3 separate regions of the Danio rerio genome follow, and regions 2 and 3 are each linked to region 1. A link is a contact called in public Hi-C and HiChIP or PLAC-seq data. All regions are on one chromosome and are shown on one strand. Each heading gives the region's core, a stretch centred on a gene start, on an enhancer-like site or on the middle of the called end of the contact. The rest is flanking DNA. Distances are from core to core; before and after follow the strand shown.

Region 1 (3,243 bases), core at 557-3,056:
AATTAAGTTATTGTATAATGATGGTTTGTTCTGGAGACTATCGAGAAAAAAAAAGCTATCTTAAAGGGGCTAATAATTTGGTCATTAAAATGGGTTTAAAAAAATTTAAAAACTGCTTTTATTCTAGCCGAAATAAAACAAATAAGACTTTCTCCAGAAGAAAAAAACATTATCAGACATACTGTGAACATTTCCTTGCTTTGTTAAACATAATTTTTGAAAAATTAAAAAAAAAAAGAAATTCAAAGGGGGGGGGGGGGGTAATTCTGACTTCAACTGTGTCTATATTAGGTCAACATCTTCATTGCAGAGCTATCGTGATGTATGAGTTCTGTACAGGTTAAATATGATCTAAATGCTTTGATTATTTTTTTATTTTATAACAATGAAAACATGCAGATGGTCTGCTTTCAGAGACTGTTACATTTCCATGAGCATCAGTGGAGAAACATGATTATTTTTTAGGCTTGACAGTTAAATGTATCATGAAGTTTAACATGAAAACACATTACCATGACTTATTCATCATGCCATTGTTTTACAGTGTATTCTTCTGTAGCTCCACTTCTGGATTAGAACATATGTGGGCGGGGAGGGGTTGATTGGATGATTGTGATTTGCTAGATATGAAAGCAGGTATACTAAGGCTGTCCACTAGAGAGAGGGCAATCACTGAATCAGTAGGGGCGTACTCATACTGGGTACAGCTGCTTTGAGCCATGCCGAAGCACGATTGTGCCTCCTTCCTCCTCCCTCTCGCTCTGCACTCAGTAGCGTTGCAAGCTTAACTGGTGCCCTAGGCAAACGACAATTGTGCTGCCCTCATGGTGTTCCTGTTGGACTTTCGCTGATTAAAGTGAAGAATGGTGGGGGGTGGAGTCAAAATTTAATAGCGGGGTGAGGGCGGGCTCTCCATGCCTAGCAAGATGCCACCCTGAGCGATCGCCCATTTTACTCGTTTATATCCGCCACTGGATTCCCGGTTCGTTTCACTTGTGTGAATGCTCCGAATACAGTTAGCCGGTCCTGGCCCGGTTGGATGAGGTGTGCCAGAGCACGGTTTGGTTGGCGTGGTATTCCAGAGTTTAGAAACCATAAATGAGAAGGTTTGACCTCCTTTAGTGGACTTTGCTATTCTAAGTACTACAAGAAGCCCTGAGTTTTGAGCGGGTTGGATTGTAGTGGGACAGGAGGTTGGTTAGATAAACAGGAGCTCCATTATTGAGAGATTTATAAGAAGCAATATTTTAAATTCAATACGAAACTTAACAGGCAGCCATTGTCAGGAAGATAACATTTAACCCATTTGTATTGTTTAGATTGACTCTCCTTTGGGTATGTTGGTGCAGTTTTTTGCCCCATTGACTTGCATTATGATCACATGTATTGATTATAAGGGCATAACAGCATATAGTCATGCATTCTTGACTGATGCTGGTGTTTTCCCTGTTGGGAAGAGGGACAATTTGCCATTTCTACTGTTGATCATCAGCTGTCAGCATTAACCCTTTAGATAGGCCTGTGCTGAAGGGTTTCTGTCTTTTATATGGAGCTCAATGGTGTAAAACAGCAGATTACAGTGTGTGTGCTTACACACACTTACCGTGTTCTGAGGGGATGAGTGTATACGTGTAGGTTTGCTTGTGTGTCTGTCTGTGTTTGTGGAGAAAGAGAGAGAGTGTGTGTGTATCTGTGTTTGTGTGTCCGACTCCATCCAGCACCCTTCCTCCTCTCCTCTCCTCTTCCTCCGCCGGCGAGATGACGTCACCGCGTCGGTGGATCTGCGGCTGCTGACGTCACCGCGCGCGTCCTGGAGCCTCCCGAGCGAGCGAGCGCGCGCGCTGACGGACCGCAGCAGCAGAAGGCCGAGGCTCCGCCGCCGGGGATCGAGCTTCTCACGCCGGACAGAGAGTTACCGCGACATGCAGGCTTCACCGGAGGAGCTGCGGGCCGGCTCCCGGCTCCCGGTCACCGTCGAGCAGATCCTCAACGACACGCTGGTGGTGACGCTCCGCTACCGGGAGAAGAGCTTCACCGGGATCCTGCTGGACTGCAGCCGAAAGTGAGTCGCTTTCTTTGTGCTGTTGTTGGGTTTTATCACGGAGAAAATAACGGAGTTTATTCGCGTCAGGCCGCAAAATGCAGGCCGGAGCACCGAGCAGGCCTCCAGCAGAAACAATGAAAACACACACTGACCACCGTCATCATCCTCCTCATCTTCATCTTAGTCAATAACAGCGACATTTATGACTGCACTGTCGAGTTATGTGCTTTATTATGATTTATGATGAGGATGATGAAGATGATGGTGATGATAATGATGAAGGTGTGTGTCTCTTTGTGTATTTCTCGGTCAAACACTGCTGCTTTATCATCGATCATTTGTCGGAGAATCTCAAATCTTCATTTATCATTAATAACCTGATTATCCTGGATGTCTTTATATCTTCATTATTCTTCATTGTGAGCTTGTTATGGACACATTCAGTGTAAAGGTCAGCTATTCAGGGATCCTTTATAAAGGCAGATTTTGGGTTGCACTTATTAAAACACACACACACACACACACACACACACACACGGCCTTGTTTAAGCAGTGTAAACACAACATTGTTATTGATCATAATAATAAAGAGCTGTCATTAAATGTTCATCTTTTTATAGTTATTATTATGTTGTTTATTTTATGTTCTGTTGATAATGTTTGTCTGCAAAAATCTGACATTAATGCTTTACTTTCTGTGTAAATATGAATATATTCACCTGAATGTGTGGTTGTGTGTGTTTATAGACAGGACGACAGAGTGTTATATCACTTCATAATCTTCATCCTATTCAATAACAGCGACATTTAGGATTTTACTGTCGAATTATGTGCATTTATTGTTATTTATGAAGATGTGTGCGTGTCCCTTTGTGTATTTCCCCATCAAACACTGCTGTTTATTCAGCTCGTCCATCAATCATTAGTCAGAGAATCTCAAATCTATCATTAATCAGTCGTATCACTTCATTCATTATCAGCTTGTTATGCACACAAATTCAGTGTAAAGGCCAAATATTCAGGGATTCTTTATAAATGCAGATCTTAGGTTGCGCTTTTTTTTTTATTAAATCACACAGTCAGTGGAACACAACATTAATGTTGTTCATTATAATATTAATGAGCAGTCATTATGTGTTCATCTTTTTGTATTCAGTTTTATGTTGCGTATATTAGTGTTTGTGTGATAACGTGATGTT
Region 2 (3,243 bases), core at 298-2,797, 260 kb after region 1:
AGGTTTAAAATGCTGCAGCCCAATGTTGGATCAAATATGGAAAAGGCTGTTGTGTCAAAACTGTAGTTTAAATTTAATTAGCCTTAAAAAAGAAAACTTGTAACGTTAACAACACATTTTTATTTAGAGCGTACATGTAATTAAGAGCAAATATTTGTTTCCTATTTTAAAGTAATTAAAAAGTTGAGCAGGGTTTTCGTAAAGCAAAGGCCTAAATGTGTCCTAATGACAACAAAATTGTTAGGAAAACATTATTAGTTATCCGCAATTATCCGCGTCCTAAATTAACGGTGCGACCTCTCATCTCTCTGCTTTGCAAACTTATTGGTGGTTTTCAGCTGTGAGAAGTTAAGTCTTAGATTGATCTGGGAGTTTTGTGTTTACCTTGACTTGGCTCTCGGTCATTCCCAGAGAATAGGCGAGTCTGGCTCTCTCCGGACCGGCCAGATATTTGGTCTGCTCGAAGGTTTTCTCCAGTGCGAAAATCTGCTGTCCTGAAAAAGTCGGTCTGGAATGTTTCTTCTTGCCATCTTTGTCCAGCATCATGTTTGCTTGGGCTGAAGAAGAAGAAAAAAACGAGACACGGTCAGCTAATAAACCCACTCAACTTCATGAGAGATTGCGCTGTCATGTCACTGAGAGCCAACAAGTGTCAAACACCACACTCTGTAAATAAAAACATGCTGGTTAAAATATGAACAAAACCGACTTCTCGGCTAGTTTAGGCAATTAACGCATAGCGCAGATTTAACGCACTGGTTGCATTTGTGGACATTTCGCAATAAATGTGGGTTTAAATAACACAGCGTTTTAAAAAAGTACAATAAAATATTCCAACTCGAGGATCTAAGCTTGATTTCGATCAAGCGCGCAAAACTCACCCGCACAGGGAACCCGCGGGTCTCTCCACGGCGAGCCTTGCATCATTCCCGGCCAGAATATGGGCGCCCGCCCGGGCAGCTCCGTCAGCGGTTTGGGGTATCTAGAAACGGCCGCCGGGTTGAAGTACATCCCGGCTGAAGTGGCCAATCCGTTGATCCTAGGGAAACCCGAGAGCAGCTGTCCTGCAGTGGTGATGGGTCTGCCCAAAATATCGCTTATTCCATGAGGCGTCCCCAGCGGGATCTGAGAGTTCAGGTTGCCGAGAGAAGGAGCCTTGAAGCCGGCGGGACTCTGCAGAGCGTACGGGAATAAAGAGGTCTTCATCTCGGTCATGTTGTGCAGCGCAGCCAGTGGAGTGCTGCCCAGGACGAACGCACTCTGCCGGTTACTATCCATCTGTCCCACCGCTAACATTGGTGCGCCGGAGCCACAGGACAAACCGCGGAGAAACAAAAACCAAGAACACAGCACACACAAAGTACAGCAAATAAAGTTTGACAGCTCATCCAACTGAACTTTCAACTGGAGGCGAAACTTTGCAAATGTTTCCCACGCGCGAGTGAGTTTCCGGAGCGCAATCCAATCGGCGGTGTTCGGCAGATCTGACGGCCGCTTCGAGTGCAGCGTGTTCCCCGCATCTGAGGTGCGATTCCCCGGTCAATGCGCTCCGGCAGCGACGACGAGCTGATAACCTCGCCGCCACCTGCGAGCGCGACTCCCCTATTGGAAGACTCTAAGTGACGCCACGCTGTGATTGGAGGACGCGCGGCGGGGAATTTGCATGCGCGCAAACGCCACAAAGCCGCACTCCATCAAGCTCGTATTGAAGCGGCATTAATGACGCGTCGCACTGTAGAAATCATTGTTTCTGCGTTTGACACAATAGACGCGTTTACTTTATGACGCCGGTGGCAGAGTAAGTACATTAACCTCATACAGCTGTGTCTAATCATATTAATAAGCGCTCGGTCGTTTGTTTAGCTTAGTCCATATACTGATGTTTAACAGATAATTAGCGCTCGCATATCCATCCATCGCGTTAGATGCAGTAGATAGTAATAAAGTGCGATTAAAGTATCGCGTCTTATTACTTCGCATCGTGCGTGTTTTTTTAAACATCAATATTGCATGGGGAAAATAGGCTATTATTTAATCGCGTCCTCTGTTTTGTATATCTCAGGTTATTATCAAACGAATAACTTAATATTTGCATGTTTAACATATTGCAATCTTTTATTTCAGTCTAAGTTTTAAAAGCAGACGAGTTGTTACTAAACCACTACTCAATTAATCATTTAAAATAATGTATAACACGAGTTGTTTGGTGTATAATTTAACGCATCCATTAGCGCGTGTTTTTCCCCATGCAGGGTGTTTTTATTATCAGTTTTAATCTTAATATATGCTGATAATATCTGATTCTCCACTGCATTTCTTTTCTTCTGCTCTGAGATCATTCATTCCTTCATTTAGCCGAGCTGATGTAGTACATTGGCATTGTTAAAACAACAATGCCGCATTTCTCCGCGATCTCTCCGTGATCTTGACTGGAGTGTTTTCTGCTGTGTGTTTTGTGGAGACAGACAGAGATCATCTGTTTAAGTGCAGCGCTCATGTTTTATGGATCTGCGGGGATGAAATATGACCGTGGCGAATTTAAAAGGGTTCAACATTATTTAGACCTTCATCAAAACAACGAGAAAGCAGAAACGCGCCGTGTGAAATATGACGATGACTTTACACATTTTCCATTAAAACAATACGAGCTTAAATGACATAAATAACAATCCAGTTATTTATTCATTCTGTGGGTTAACAGATAAAATGATTGCGACAATGCGGGTTTTGCGGATATTATCTAGCCTATATTTGTTTTACATTTATAAACTTATTCATTAATATAGTGACTATTTTTTAAATGTGTCGCCCAAACAAATAACATAATTCAAACCAATTTAAAGTGGGATATTTGATTTCCGATTTCACCTGTAATTTTACATGAATCGCTTATTGTAATGTGGTTGTAACTACTAAATTTTCAAGCTCGTGACAGTAAAACAAAGTCAAAATAAAGACAATCTGCCAGAATAAAAATTAAAACGATAAGTTAAACCCCATTATGTTTAGTGAATTTATTATTATTATTATTACCCTTTATTTTCTTTGCTTTGCAGTTCTTAAAGGGAAACGGGTTATAATTGTAATAGTATTTAATTTTATGTTCAGGTCTTTGCAGACACCACTGTTATTACTGTGTGAAGTCTTTTACTTGTCTTTTTGCATTAGAATGAATACAAATGTATAAAATCAAGGTGTAATTAAGCTTTGAGTTGTGTGTAAACAAACATTATATTGCATTAA
Region 3 (3,243 bases), core at 269-2,768, 170 kb before region 1:
ATGGTAACAGAACTATAGAAATGTATCTGTTGTGGTGATTTTACAGTTGCTATGGTAAAAAATATTTTGTTGTGGTGATTCTACAGTTGCTATGGTAACAACTATAAAAATAATCTTATGGTGAATCTTGAATTTTTATGGTAACACAACAACATTAGCATTTGATCTGTTAAGGTGAATTTATAGTTGCTATGGTAACAAAAACCTAATCTGTTGGTGATGATTCTATAGTTGCTATGGTTACAGCTACAGTAATTCATCTGTTGTGATTTCATGGTTGCTATGGTAACTAAAACTATAGTAGTTAATCTGTTGTGGTGATTCTATAGTTGCTATGGATTCTATAGTTGCTATGGTAACACAATAACTACATAAACAGTTTCCTGTGACTGTAGGGTATATTATACATCAATACACCACAGTTTCCTGTAGTGAAGACTAAAGTATGCTACAGTATTTATTACGGTTTATCAGTTCACTATACTGTAGTTAGTAGTGCAGTATGCTGGAGCATGTGTTAATAAAGAGTTGCTATAGGAAATGCTATAGTATAATATAATAACACACCTGACTATAGTATGGTTGTAAATAACTACAGTATTTATTATAAAGCACTACAGTATTGTTCATGTGGGTGACAGCAGCTCCAAGTGCTCTTGAGCGTCACTTTCTGAATGCCTTGATTCTAGAGATCAGACTGAAGCTCATCATTTGCAGACGAATGAAGGATTTGAAACTTGACTTTTGTCCACACTTTAGCACATAATACTGCCTGAAGATGGATGTTAATCATTAATCTTCATCTGCTCCCGTTCCTCTGGGCTGTTAGAGGCTGAGAGTAACACTGGTTCTGATGTACTGTGTGTGATTTCTGTTTTCCGACACAGCAAATGTACAGACCTTTTTCTAATAAAATGGATCTTGTCATATTTATTCCTCTGTGTCTAATGGAGTTCAGAAAGACATTAAATTACACATTCAATTGTATTTTATTAACCTCTCGCCCTCACAGTAATGTCAAACCCGTAACCACAACAAGAATTAATTATTTATTCAATTACACATTAAATTCTATTTTATTAATATCTACTCCAACCCTAATCCCTCACAGTGATGTAAATACAGTATTTATAACAAGAATTATTTATATTATTTACTAAAATACACATTAAATTATATTTATTAATGTCTACCCCTGCCCTAACCCCTCACAGTGATGTAAAACAGTCATAATACAGATTATTATTCAAGTTAATTATTAAATTGCCCATTTAATTGTATTTTATTTACATCTACCTCTGCCCCAACCCCTCACGTGAATATAACGAGAAATATTTATTAATTAATTATATATTATATTTTATGAACATCTACCCCTCAGAGTAACGTAAAAGCAGTCATTATAGCCAGAAATATTTATTAAATTACCCATTAAATTATATTTCATCAACGTCTACTCCTCACAGAAACGTAAAACGTAATAACATTACAGGACTTTTATTGTGTGGCGCCATGTCACTTCCTGTACTCCGCGATCTCTATGGTGACTGGCTGATTGACGGCTGAGAGAGACGCGTCCAGCTCCGCTCATGTTCGTTTATTTAAGTTAGTTTAGTTTGATTAATTGGTGTAGTTAATTAAGTTTACAGTGTTCATCATGGCGAAGACTGACGGCAGCTCGTTCTTCAGGAGGACCAGTGTGTTCTGGATGCTGACGGTGAGCCTCGCGCTGGCCTTTTACACGGTAAGAGAAAACTTGATCAATTATTCAGCAGAAGCAGCCAAACTGAGGATAAACTGACCCACAACATGCCCGAGCTGTGCATACCGTCAGCGTGCTTGAGCTGTGTAGATGATCTGAGAATTCATGAAGAGAAGAAGGAGTGAACTTTACCACAGTGCCAAAGTTTACTACAGTACACACACACACACACACACACACACACACACACACACACACACTGCACGAGGGGTCAAAGTCCCGCTGAACACATTTATATGCCTGTATATATTCGTGTGTAATGATACACATACAGAACTGTGTGGGTTATTTAAGAATTGTAATCAGGTATTAATTACAAATAACTTAAAATGTGTAATCAGTAATATCATCGCTCAGATTAAACATGAGGTAATCTACTTTTCTCTAGACTACCTTTGGATTGCTTTTAAATTACTTTTGTGCTAACACTTACTTTTGTGCTACATGATGAAAACGAGTTAGTCCTATAATCTTTTAGATTACTCATTTAAAGTAATTGAATACTTTTGGATTACATTTAGATTACTTTTGTGTTAGAATTACTTCTGCTTGTTTACATGGCAAAAAAGGTATCAGTAATATAATCTCTCAGATTTCACATTTATGATAAAGTAATTGGATTACTTTTGGATTACATTTAGACTACTTTTGTGTTAACCATTGTTTGATTACATGGCAAAAAATAATCAGTAATATAATCTCTCAGATTACACATTTAAAGTAATCTGACTACCTTCGGATTACATTTGGATTACTTTTGTGCTAACACTTATTTGATTATATGATAAAAACTGTAATCAATAATAATCTCTCAGATTGTACATTTATGGTAAAGTAGTTGGATTACTTTTGGATTACATTTAGATTACTTTCGTGTTAGGATTGTTTGGTTACATGGGAAAACTATAATCAGTAATATAATCTCTCTGATTGCACATTTATAGTAATATAATCTGACTACTTTTGAATTACGTTTGGATTACTTTTGCACTAACCCTTGTTTGATTACATGGTAAAAAGTGTAATCAGTAATATAATCTCTCAGATTACACATTTAAATTAATTTGACTATTTTTGGATTACATTTAGATTACTTTTGTGTTACCATTGTTTGATGACATGACAAAAAAGTAATCGGTAATCTAATCTTTAAGACTACTCGTTTAAAGTAACCTGACTACTTTTAGATTACATTTGGATTACTTTTTGCACAAACCCTTATTTGATTATGTGGTAAAAACTGTAATCAGTAATATAATCTCTCAGATTACACATTTAAAGTAACTTGACTACTTTTGGATTACATTTGGATTACTTTTGTGCTAACACTTATTTGATTATATGATAAAAACTAATCAATCATAATCTCTCAGATTACACATTTATGGTAAAGTAATCAGACTACTTTTGGATTATATTTACATTAAATTTGTGGTGGGATTGTTTGGTTACATGGCAAAAAAGTAATCGGTAATAAAATC

The links. Hi-C and Micro-C count contacts between places; a contact is called where the count stands out from the background. HiChIP or PLAC-seq counts read pairs in DNA pulled down with a chosen protein or histone mark.
Region 2: a contact with region 1 is called in an H3K4me3 HiChIP or PLAC-seq map of gastrula embryo, with 2.7 times the contacts expected there. The contact joins the promoter of nkx6.2 here to the promoter of pwwp2b in region 1. A contact is called at or near these places in 2 of 4 datasets of contacts at active chromatin or transcription factors (embryo and gastrula embryo).
Region 3: a contact with region 1 is called in a Hi-C map of hematopoietic stem cells, with 3 times the contacts expected there. The contact joins the promoter of tmem254 here to the promoter of pwwp2b in region 1. A contact is called at or near these places in 5 of 18 Hi-C or Micro-C datasets (caudal fin, embryo, hematopoietic stem cells and 1 more) and 3 of 4 datasets of contacts at active chromatin or transcription factors (caudal fin, embryo and gastrula embryo).

Annotation. Positions count from the first base shown.
Region 1 is chr13:56,125,447-56,128,689 of GRCz12tu, reverse strand. It overlaps pwwp2b (PWWP domain containing 2B), which reads left to right and starts at 1,806. Exons shown (of 3, transcript XM_001920829.9): 1 at 1,806-2,062. The coding sequence starts at 1,923.
Region 2 is chr13:55,869,588-55,872,830 of GRCz12tu, reverse strand. It overlaps nkx6.2 (NK6 homeobox 2), which reads right to left and starts at 1,547. Exons shown (of 3, transcript NM_001135784.2): 1 at 882-1,547; 2 at 385-557. The coding sequence starts at 1,296.
Region 3 is chr13:56,298,245-56,301,487 of GRCz12tu, reverse strand. tmem254 (transmembrane protein 254) reads left to right here and starts at 1,518. Exons shown (of 4, transcript NM_200370.2): 1 at 1,518-1,744. The coding sequence starts at 1,658.